2 separate regions of the Drosophila melanogaster genome follow, and region 1 is linked to region 2. The links are chromatin contacts, called in public Hi-C maps. All regions are on one chromosome and are shown on one strand. The core of a region is the stretch at or near the end of the contact, and the rest is flanking DNA. Distances in the headings are between cores, read along the strand shown.

Region 1 (4,514 bases), core at 1,256-3,755, 770 kb after region 2:
TTAAAACCACCAATTTATTTGCGTTTTGCCCGCTGCGCACAAAGTTTTTTGGGCAGCTCACTGAGGCTGCAGTAATGCGAATTGATTTCCGCCGACTGCAAACAACATGGTTATCCATTTCCGTCGCATCCGTATCCGTATCCTTACAGCATATCACACAACAACAAGCCACAACAGTGCACTGAAAGAAAGGACTCAATCCTATGTTATATTACAGACCTATTGAACAAATTAAAATGAGTTACAAATGTAGAAACGTTTGAACAAAAAATTATTATTTTTAATACTATATGACTCAGTTAATAATTATGTGCGATAAGGGCAAATTTTGAGCGTTGAAAATTGAAAAATACTCCCAAAAGTTACTCATAAAATATTATGACTAAATTTTTAGAACGAACTAAAATTTTAATTAAATATAATTGTAGCAGTGCAGTGCCCATTTCCCACCGCCAATAACATTGTTAAAAACTTCCACTTCGAATTTCAAGCCAAAATACTTGGGAAATATTGTTGATTTGATTTTGGCGGCGTAGAAACTTTTCAATTAATTGGCCCCGACTTGGCAGTTGCTCTATCTGTCAGCGATTTTATGGCAATGCACATCTGGATCTGGTAAATGGGTCTTGGGCCATTTGAATTCGTTCAGCCAGCGAACGTGACCCAAAAGTTGGGGCCCGTGTTTTGGCCACCTCACTCGGAATTCCGGAAACGGACGTGACAGTAATAGGTCACGCTCGATTCCCTTCGATTTTCGGGCTCGGTACCAGTAAAAAGTTTATTTTATTTGATTTTGATTTGATATTTTTGAGAAGCACATAAATTACCTTCACTTTTCGTGTTGAAAGTTGTGTCCGTTTTTATGGTTTTTGGTTAACAAAGAGGGCTAAATTTTTCTGATTCGATTCGGAATTCCAAGATTGATTTTTTCTTAATTTATTTTCCATTTTAAATACATTTTTAAGGACTCCTTGATTGACTATCATCTTAAAGTCATAAAATGATTGAGCTGATACTTTTGATTACTTTTTTTACGCACAATTTTCGGCGGTGATTGCCCACGAAAATTCACTTTGCACATTTTGGCTTACCAGCCTCCATTTCGTCGACGTAACTCAATTTAAGATTCTTTTGAATTGATTGAATTTCGACTAATTACGCGCACTTAGCACCTTGACGGGCATTTTCGAAAGGGAAATTGATATCGAGGAGCGCTCGCCCATATAAAGGACTTCCGATCCACGTCGCTAGCCGAGTGACAATGCGTCGTATACGCAACTTCCTGCCGCACAGTGTCGCGTTCCATCGGCAACTGAATTGAAAGGCCGTTCGTTGCCGACAAAACGACTTGGAAGCAACAAGCGCGCACGACAGAATTCCAGGAGCGGATTCGCGAACCTCGGGTTATAAATCTCGGTTATTTACAGAAGCTCGCACCATCCAAATATGTAGTATGACATCACTGTACAAATTCGTCAGTGTTAGATGCGTAATTAAAACGTCTGCATAATTAAACACGGGAGATTTCTGTTTATCTGCGGCTACTTGACATATTTATCGCATGGACCGAAGTCGAAGTACGCGACGTGGTTCATAGGAAACCACCTGTTGGCGCGGCGCCATGTTAGTTAACAGCGGGCTGTATTTCGGGGAGCTTTTCGGTAACATTCTGTTAATGCAGATAGTAAACAGATGTTACTGAGCTTTCTTTAATGCCGCTAAAATAATAATAATATTAATTTTACGGCAATTTATTCAATGAATTAATGTATTTTTGCTATTGATGCTATTAAAACTATTTGTATATTCTCATTCCAAACGAATTTTTTAAGGAACTGATAAAAAACCGGTCTGTTCTCCGAATTCACACTTTTCTTAACCCTGGCATGAAGCCAACATTAAATCGAGAAACAACTCACTTTGATATATGCTACTCTGCAGATACACTATCAATAATTTAATAAACGGCATCTAATCTTATTTATTTGTTAATACTAATTTTTAAAACTCTTTCCAAAAGAAATCATATTGGGAGATGTATAATTAAGCACATGGAAGATTACAAAATATTTTTGTTAATTAATTTCTGAGCAGTCTAACCACCCCAAAAGTAGAGTAAATTGGATGACGAAATCGTTGATAAAGAAAAATCAGCTGTGAGTTTCAGTTTCAGAGCGCGTTTAGAGAGTAAAAATGCACATAGCTAAACCTAAAATGTTTACCGTCTATTCGTTATCAAGTTTTAAGCTGCTGACAGCTGTTCTCCTTCCGATAAGATTAGCACAAATTACTAAATGGCCGCTCATCAATAGTAATTTTTGATAAGAGCCCTAATCTCAGGGAGCTGTTACCTACCAACATTTATGTGTCTCAGGATTCTAGAAACGGGGTGAAGGAACTAGTTGCACGTGGAAATAAGCTCTGTTGACGAGAGTAAGTATAAAAATGAAATTAAATCTAGAGAGCTTTGGCCATAAATAAGAGTGCACGCCATTGAAAAGCTTCATTCAGTTTTCGGACTTTGCAAAGTGCGGGCCGCTTCGTTAAAAAAAAATACAGTTGAAATTACTGCAAAGATAAGCGAGAAATGTGCGGAATTTTTGCCATATTTTCGAGGGATGGGGAGCCGATACCCACGCAAATCCTCCATGGAAGCAAACACAGTTTAAGGGAACTGGCCTATCGACAGAGTGGCAAGCATCGGCATCGGGGTCCAGATTCCACGGGGGTCTATGTGAATTCCTTGGAAGGGGTGGCCATGATTCATGAACGCCTGCGAATCATTGGCGTGGAAATGGGCGACCAACCCTTCGTCTCTGAAGATGGTAACCTCATCCTGGTGGCCAATGGAGAGATCTACAATTATCTGGAGCTTTCGGCTGAGATTGCGAAAAAGCGTGGCTCCTACAACCCCATGAGCGATTGCCACGTGATACTGGAACTGTACCAGGATTATGGAAAGGATCTTCTGCAATACATCACTGGAATGTTTGCTTTTGCCTTGTACGATAGGAAGACCAAGGAAGTGCTTCTTGCCCGAGACCCCTTTGGCATTATACCCATGTATGTGGGTGAGGATGCGTCGGGAAACCTTTGGGTGGCCTCGGAGATGAAGTGCCTGGTGGATACCTGCTCCAAAGTGGAGACTTTCACACCTGGCGAGGCTCGTTTCGGTAAAGTTGGTGACTTTAAAACATGCTGGCAGTTTCAGCAGTCTTGGATCAAGGAGGTGCCCACACAAACCTGCGAATTATCCCTACTGCGAGCCAACTTGGAGTTTGCCGTGCGCAGTCATCTGCAGTGCGATGTTCAAATGGGAGCCCTGCTATCCGGCGGAGTGGATTCCAGTCTTATAGCCTCCATAGCCACGAAGATAATGCGCGAACGGGATCCCAACTTCCGGCTGAAAACATTCTCTGTGGGTCTAAGGGATGCACCCGACTTCCAGGCGGCCAGGAGTGTGGCCAAATATATAGACAGCGATCACAAGGAGATCATATTCGAGATCGACGAAGCTCTGGATGGCATTAGGGATATTATTTACCACCTTGAAACCTATGATGTGACCACAGTGAGATGTAGTTTGCCCATGCTGCTACTAGCTAGATATATCAAGAGCACAGGCATCAAGATGATCCTCTCCGGCGAAGGAGCCGATGAGATCTTTGGAGGGTATTTATACTTCCACAAGGCCCCAAGCTACAACGATTTCCACGAGGAGCTGGTGAAGAGAGTGCGCCAGCTGCATTTATCCGATTGTTTGCGGGCCAACAAGGTGGCCATGGCCAAGGGCGTGGAGCTGCGAGTGCCCTTTCTGGACACGGGGTTCGTTAACCATGTGATGCAAATCCGACCGGAGGATAAGATACCCGGACCCCTCAACAAATTCGGGGAAGTACAGCAAAAGCGATTGGAGAAGTATGTCCTGCGAGCTGCCTTTGCGGATAACTATCTGCCCGATGAAGTCCTCTGGCGCCAGAAGGAGCAGTTCTCCGACGGAGTGGGCTACGATTGGATCGACAGCATCCGCAGGGTGGCCACCAGCCATGTCAGCGATCAAGAATTCTCCGCAGCCGCCCTACGCTTCCCCTTTAACACGCCCACAACCAAGGAGGCCTTCTACTATCGCTGCATTTTCGCCGAACAATTCCCCGGAGAATCGGCGGCCCGAACCGTGGTCAGATGGGTGCCACGCCTCGATTGGGGCTGTCCGGAGGATCCATCCGGACGGGCACAGGCCGTCCACCAGGTCAACAAAAACTGATAAGAGGACCTTAAGTAAATTGGCAAGTCTGAGGAATTCCAACAATTATTTGCTGAGACATGCACAATAAATTTCTTTAATTGGTAGTCAATTCACTAATATACTATGCGATTCCGTACATCTGTGGGTATTCGGTTACAGATATAGATATATGTATATATATATATACATATATATATATATGTATATATGTATATATGTATGTATATATATATGTCCACATGTTGATTATTGACAAGCGCGCTCCACT
Region 2 (4,910 bases), core at 364-2,863:
AGTAGGAATATATTTTTACTTATAAAATTAGTTTGAAACTACCATTATACCCTGTGCTGTACATACGTACGCCTTGCGTTCATTCGGTTTGTCAGTATAATTGTTGTTGTTGGCCTATTGGTGATTCGATTGCAACACTTGTTAAATGTTCAATGTTACCCACAACGACGGCGCCAGCAACAAAAACAAAAGCAACAACAGCAGCAGCAGCAGCAACTACAACAACATGGGCCAATAACAAGAGCAACAATTGTGGCACCACCAACACACGACCACAAACAAGATCTCTCGCTCATAACGAGTTTCCATCGAATTGCAAAATAAACCGACTAGCCAGCCATATGCAATTGAGTTGGTATAAGTCAGGCATATGTGGCGTATATTGGTGTATATGGGTTTTTCGAAGGTGTCACCTGGACACGCAACTCACCTGGCCTCGTCGATGAAGTAGAACCGCTTGAGCTTGAGGTCCCTGAGGATAATCCCGTTGCGGTGGCACACCTGAACAGTCTGACAGATCTGGTGGAATATGGCCCTCGCCTCCGTCTCGCACAGTCGCTTCGCGTGGCGGATGTAGGTGTGCAGGTTCTCGTACACCCCGGTCACCCCACCCGTGGAGTCCCTCTCCTGGGGCACGGGCGCAATGAGGATGTAGGTGCGATCCTTGGTAAGCGGTATGATATCGTGCACGGGTCGGATCAGTGGATGGCCATAGATGGTGCTCCGGCGTAGCTCCTCGTCGTGCTGCTGCAGCTGAAAGTAGGCTCGTTGCACCTTATGCAACGGTTCGTTTACAATACGGCAGAGGAACTGCTCCCCGGTGAAGATGTCCACGCAGCGCAGATTGGAGGCGGTTAGATCGACCAAGTGGCGATACGAGGCGGGAGTCTTGGCAGCCACGGCGGCCGATATGTGACTAGGCTGTGCGCTGATCAGATAACGCTGTTGGATGAGCTTGACGGGCTGCTGGTCTGTGGGTTCCGCTGCGATGCCCAGGGCCAGAAGGTCACAGGCTCCGCCGGGCGTCATTAGCTTCTCCCTGATGGTCTGCAGCATCTTGGCATTGGGGAACTCCTTTTTGGGCGTAAATAATCCCAGTACGGTGTCCTCCTGGCTGCTACTCATGCCGCTGCTGCTGGATGATGAGGATGAGGAGGTGGCGGCTGCGACTCCTGGCGAGACTGGTGACGAATAGTTGACTATTTTGCTTGTGGACGCTGACGAAGCCGTTCTGCTGTTTTGACCGCTACTGTTATCCATGCTTGCTTGTGTTTACCACTTCACTTAACTTTATCACAGTTCTTGCTCTCGCTACGTTTTCTTCGTCTTATTCTCTGCTAATGCTTCTTCTTACTAATTTTGTTACTCCGCTTTAGCCTGGCTGTACTTGGCTGTTAATTGTTTTGACATTTAGCGACGCGCCGTTTAGTCTCCGATTAAATTCGATTTAAACTCTCGTTTAAACTCAGGGCTACTACTACTTCGGTAGTTTGGCCATTTGCAATGCGGGTACTGACGAAATGCGGCGATTTTAAAACAAATCGGACGCTGCTCACTGAACTCGCGAAACGAAACGAACGCGACCGTCTTCTCCGCAGTTTGAATTTCAAATGTGACCATCCACGCGGTCGGAAGAAGCACGAAGCGAAGAGAACGGCGAAATACAACGGCTCTCTTTCGCACCCTCTTGCTCGCTCTCACTGCACCGATCCTTCTCTGCCTCGCTCACACCCGTTGCAGGAATTTAGCTCAATGCGGTCGGAATGGAAAGAGAAGTGGGAGACCAGAGAGCGTCGTTATTTTTTGAAATCCAAATGGTTGGGAGAGAGAGAAAGAACAAGAGCATCGTTATTTTTGAAAAAATTGCGCTGAACGCTGAAATTCCGATTCCAACTGAATTCGAAATACGTAGCTGTATGAACACTATACCCACAGCAACCCTTAAACTTTTCTTCTACGATTTTACGTAGTAATCTGCGCACCAATAAATCGTGGCGATAAGTTAATTAGAGGGGGTTAGTAAACTGATAAAATCCACAGTTTTAAGATCAAATTAATGAAAGTACAGTCAGCTTGAACTTCGATTTTGTTTTATTGAGTACGGGTACGGATATCGAAGGCAGAAACACCCGTATAACCATCTCTATAACTCGAAAATATCTTTTGTGGTTTCTTGGCTTGGATACTTAAGGTTTTCTCCTGCTCTGATAAGGTAATATTTTACAAGTTTGGTTGAAATTATTTGTTTTCCCATAGTTACGAAATTTTTAAACCAAATTCAATGATGATGTGCAGTTTTTGAGTAGTTGCTTTGCAAACTACTATTATTATAAAAAAACATAAAACATAAAACATTTTAATATCCTAATATACATACAAATTTAAAATTAAGAAATTTGTCTTCTTAATACTCCAGATTAAGATCTCTTATATCCCTAAGTATATGACCACAGATGGACATTTCAGATGTACAAACATAGTTCTAGTAAATCCTAGAATTTAAATAAATGCTCCCAAACTCGAATCTTCAAATAACGCTTCAATCTCTTGGATCCAAATCGATCATTGAATTTTTTCCTGTGCGAGATCATTACTCATTTGTGTGTGTGTATGTGGATTTACCTTGCTGTTTACCTCGCGGTGCAGACGATTTCATGATTTTTGCAGCTGTCCGAAACGAGGATCACTGGGCTACGCAGGAATTACGACAGCAACAGAAGGCAGTTATCCGAGATCCTCAAGGAGCAGGTAAGAACCACCGAGCGGCATTATGTCGCAGGTAGATTCCTACATACATATGTCAGCTGCACTATTCCACCCCTAAGCACTATATGGCAGATATAGTGCATCGGTGCAGGGCTGTACATGCGATGCAGTTGCAGTTGCAGCTGGCGCAAGGTGATTTCCCACTAAAGACATCCGTCTGAGGATACACAGGAGCACATTCGCGGTCACAATAATAGGAACTATCGCAATCGAATCTTTAGTAATTGGAAATGAGGGTCTTTAAATATAATTTTTAAGACCGAATTGTTGGACTAAAAGACCTGAAAAATGTATTTTTAAAATCGTTGATAGAATTGGTACAATTGTAGGTTAGATATAACTCATTTAGTTTTGAATTTTTTCATTCTGGGATACTGGGATTTTGAATACTAATATTTTCACCGCAACTGTTTATGCAGGCTTGTATTTCGTCCATTGGTTTTCACCGATCTCTTCGATTGAATTCTTCATATTGTAACGCTCTTTTTGAAACGCAACGTCCGTCTTTGCTTCTTCTTCCCACGAAGTAGCCGATAAATACGAATGCGAAAATCGCGAACAGAACAAATAACACCAACAAACCTCTCTTTTCGCCCGTCCCTTTTCCAAAGTCTTGCATCTGTTTCTCGAAAGGAAGATTGAAACGAGAATTATACTGGTACCGTGACACCAATGCAACCGAAAAGGGGGGAAATTATAGGGGTGGCGACATCAAATTGAATTTGAAAAATATTTTATTTGCATACGACATACTTATTTGCAAGCAATTAATGTTTCACTCTGGTCACTGCACTCACTTATACGATTAAATAGGCCTGATCATTTTGATATGAAAAGTGTATGTACGGGAAATATACATATTCTTTAGCAATAATCACGTAAATATACGTGAACACAAACAACCTTTATTCCAGTAAATCGCTTTTGAGTTTCACCATGGTCCGCAATGATGATTAAGTTTTAACTGCAGTTTGCAGTGGGAAGATTATACAAACATATTTCATTGAAATTTGAAATGACGCACTATGATGTTGAACAGTATTGATTATAATCGCCTTGTGAAATAATTTCACATGTAACCGTAACCCATTCCTTTGAACCACTGTGCCCCAAGCCCCACCAAGAGTACGTTACATTTTAAATTTAAATTCGAACATTCGGATGAAGCCGACCTTTCCGACACTCGCGGATTCTTCTGCTCTAAAATTTCAGCGTGCTTTTGCCATTGTGCGAGCTACTTTGTTGTTGCCAAGCTGGCATGAAATCCAGATTTCTCTTCCAAGCAAAAAAAAAAAAAAAAAACAACTCAGTGCGTCATCGGCTGCGTCATCAATTCGGGATGACGACGCCTCGCCATTCCGATTCGCAATTCCCCTTCCTGATTTAGATTATCCATTCCAAGCCCCGTCACATCGACATTTCCCAAAAGCAGGCACACAAACTCGTATATCTTGATTCGCCAGCGGGCGGCAGCTTTAGTTTGTGCATATACCCTGACTTTGGAGTTTCAGATTCGCACGAAATTGTGGAAGGTGAAGTTCTCGAAGTGAGTGAGCGAGTGCTTTGGATGGGAAGTGCATGATGCACGGCCGTGATGTGGCTTTTATAAAAAAAGTAGATTAGGTTGTGGCACGTGGTCTGGGGATTGCACTTGCAGTGGAACTCTGATGAATGTTAATGTCATGCGGTCATTTCAGACCCATAAGACCTATGAAAGTAAGTTGGATTCAATCAAGGTTTCAGGTCAGGGTAAACTAGGCATATATAAATATATATTAAGACATGCCATTGAATCCCTTATATATGCAGATATAGAATGCAGATATTATACTTAAGATAATATTTGTCTATCTGCAAACTACAAGTGTGTGTAAACTTCTCGCGCGGCAAATCGTATCTAGCATCGCAAAAGATACACTCTCACTAGTTCGAGCGTGCAGTATCTGTATGTGGTTATGGGTATGAAACACAACAGGTTGTCGGCGGTGTTTGGAGAAAGTGCTTAGTGCCAACAATACCATCAGGTGCAATGACCACATAGGTATACCTAGTCGGTGGATGGTTGGTTCGAAAAATCGTATAAATTGTCATGGAAACGCGACGCTCTGTGGAAGGCTAAACATGCGAGGGAACTTGATCTGATT

Evidence for each region. Hi-C and Micro-C count contacts between places; a contact is called where the count stands out from the background.
Region 1: a Hi-C map of the Kc167 cell line shows a contact between it and region 2, with 2.0 times the contacts expected there. A contact is called at or near these places in 2 of 107 Hi-C or Micro-C datasets (the Kc167 cell line and wing imaginal disc).

What each region holds. Positions count from the first base shown.
Region 1 is chr3L:21,170,613-21,175,126 of dm6, forward strand. It overlaps AsnS (Asparagine synthetase), which reads left to right and starts at 2,506. Exons shown (of 1, transcript NM_206410.2): 1 at 2,506-4,361. The coding sequence starts at 2,588. The coding sequence ends at 4,264. It overlaps Ac78C (Adenylyl cyclase 78C), which reads right to left and starts at 1,318. Exons shown (of 24, transcript NM_079470.5): 1 at 1,040-1,318. chb (chromosome bows) reads left to right here and starts at 2,241. Exons shown (of 2, transcript NM_168882.2): 1 at 2,241-2,433.
Region 2 is chr3L:20,399,996-20,404,905 of dm6, forward strand. It overlaps trbl (tribbles), which reads right to left and starts at 1,614. Exons shown (of 2, transcript NM_079933.4): 1 at 431-1,614. The coding sequence starts at 1,260. It overlaps lncRNA:CR45973 (long non-coding RNA:CR45973), which reads left to right and starts at 4,275. Exons shown (of 2, transcript NR_133284.1): 1 at 4,275-4,910.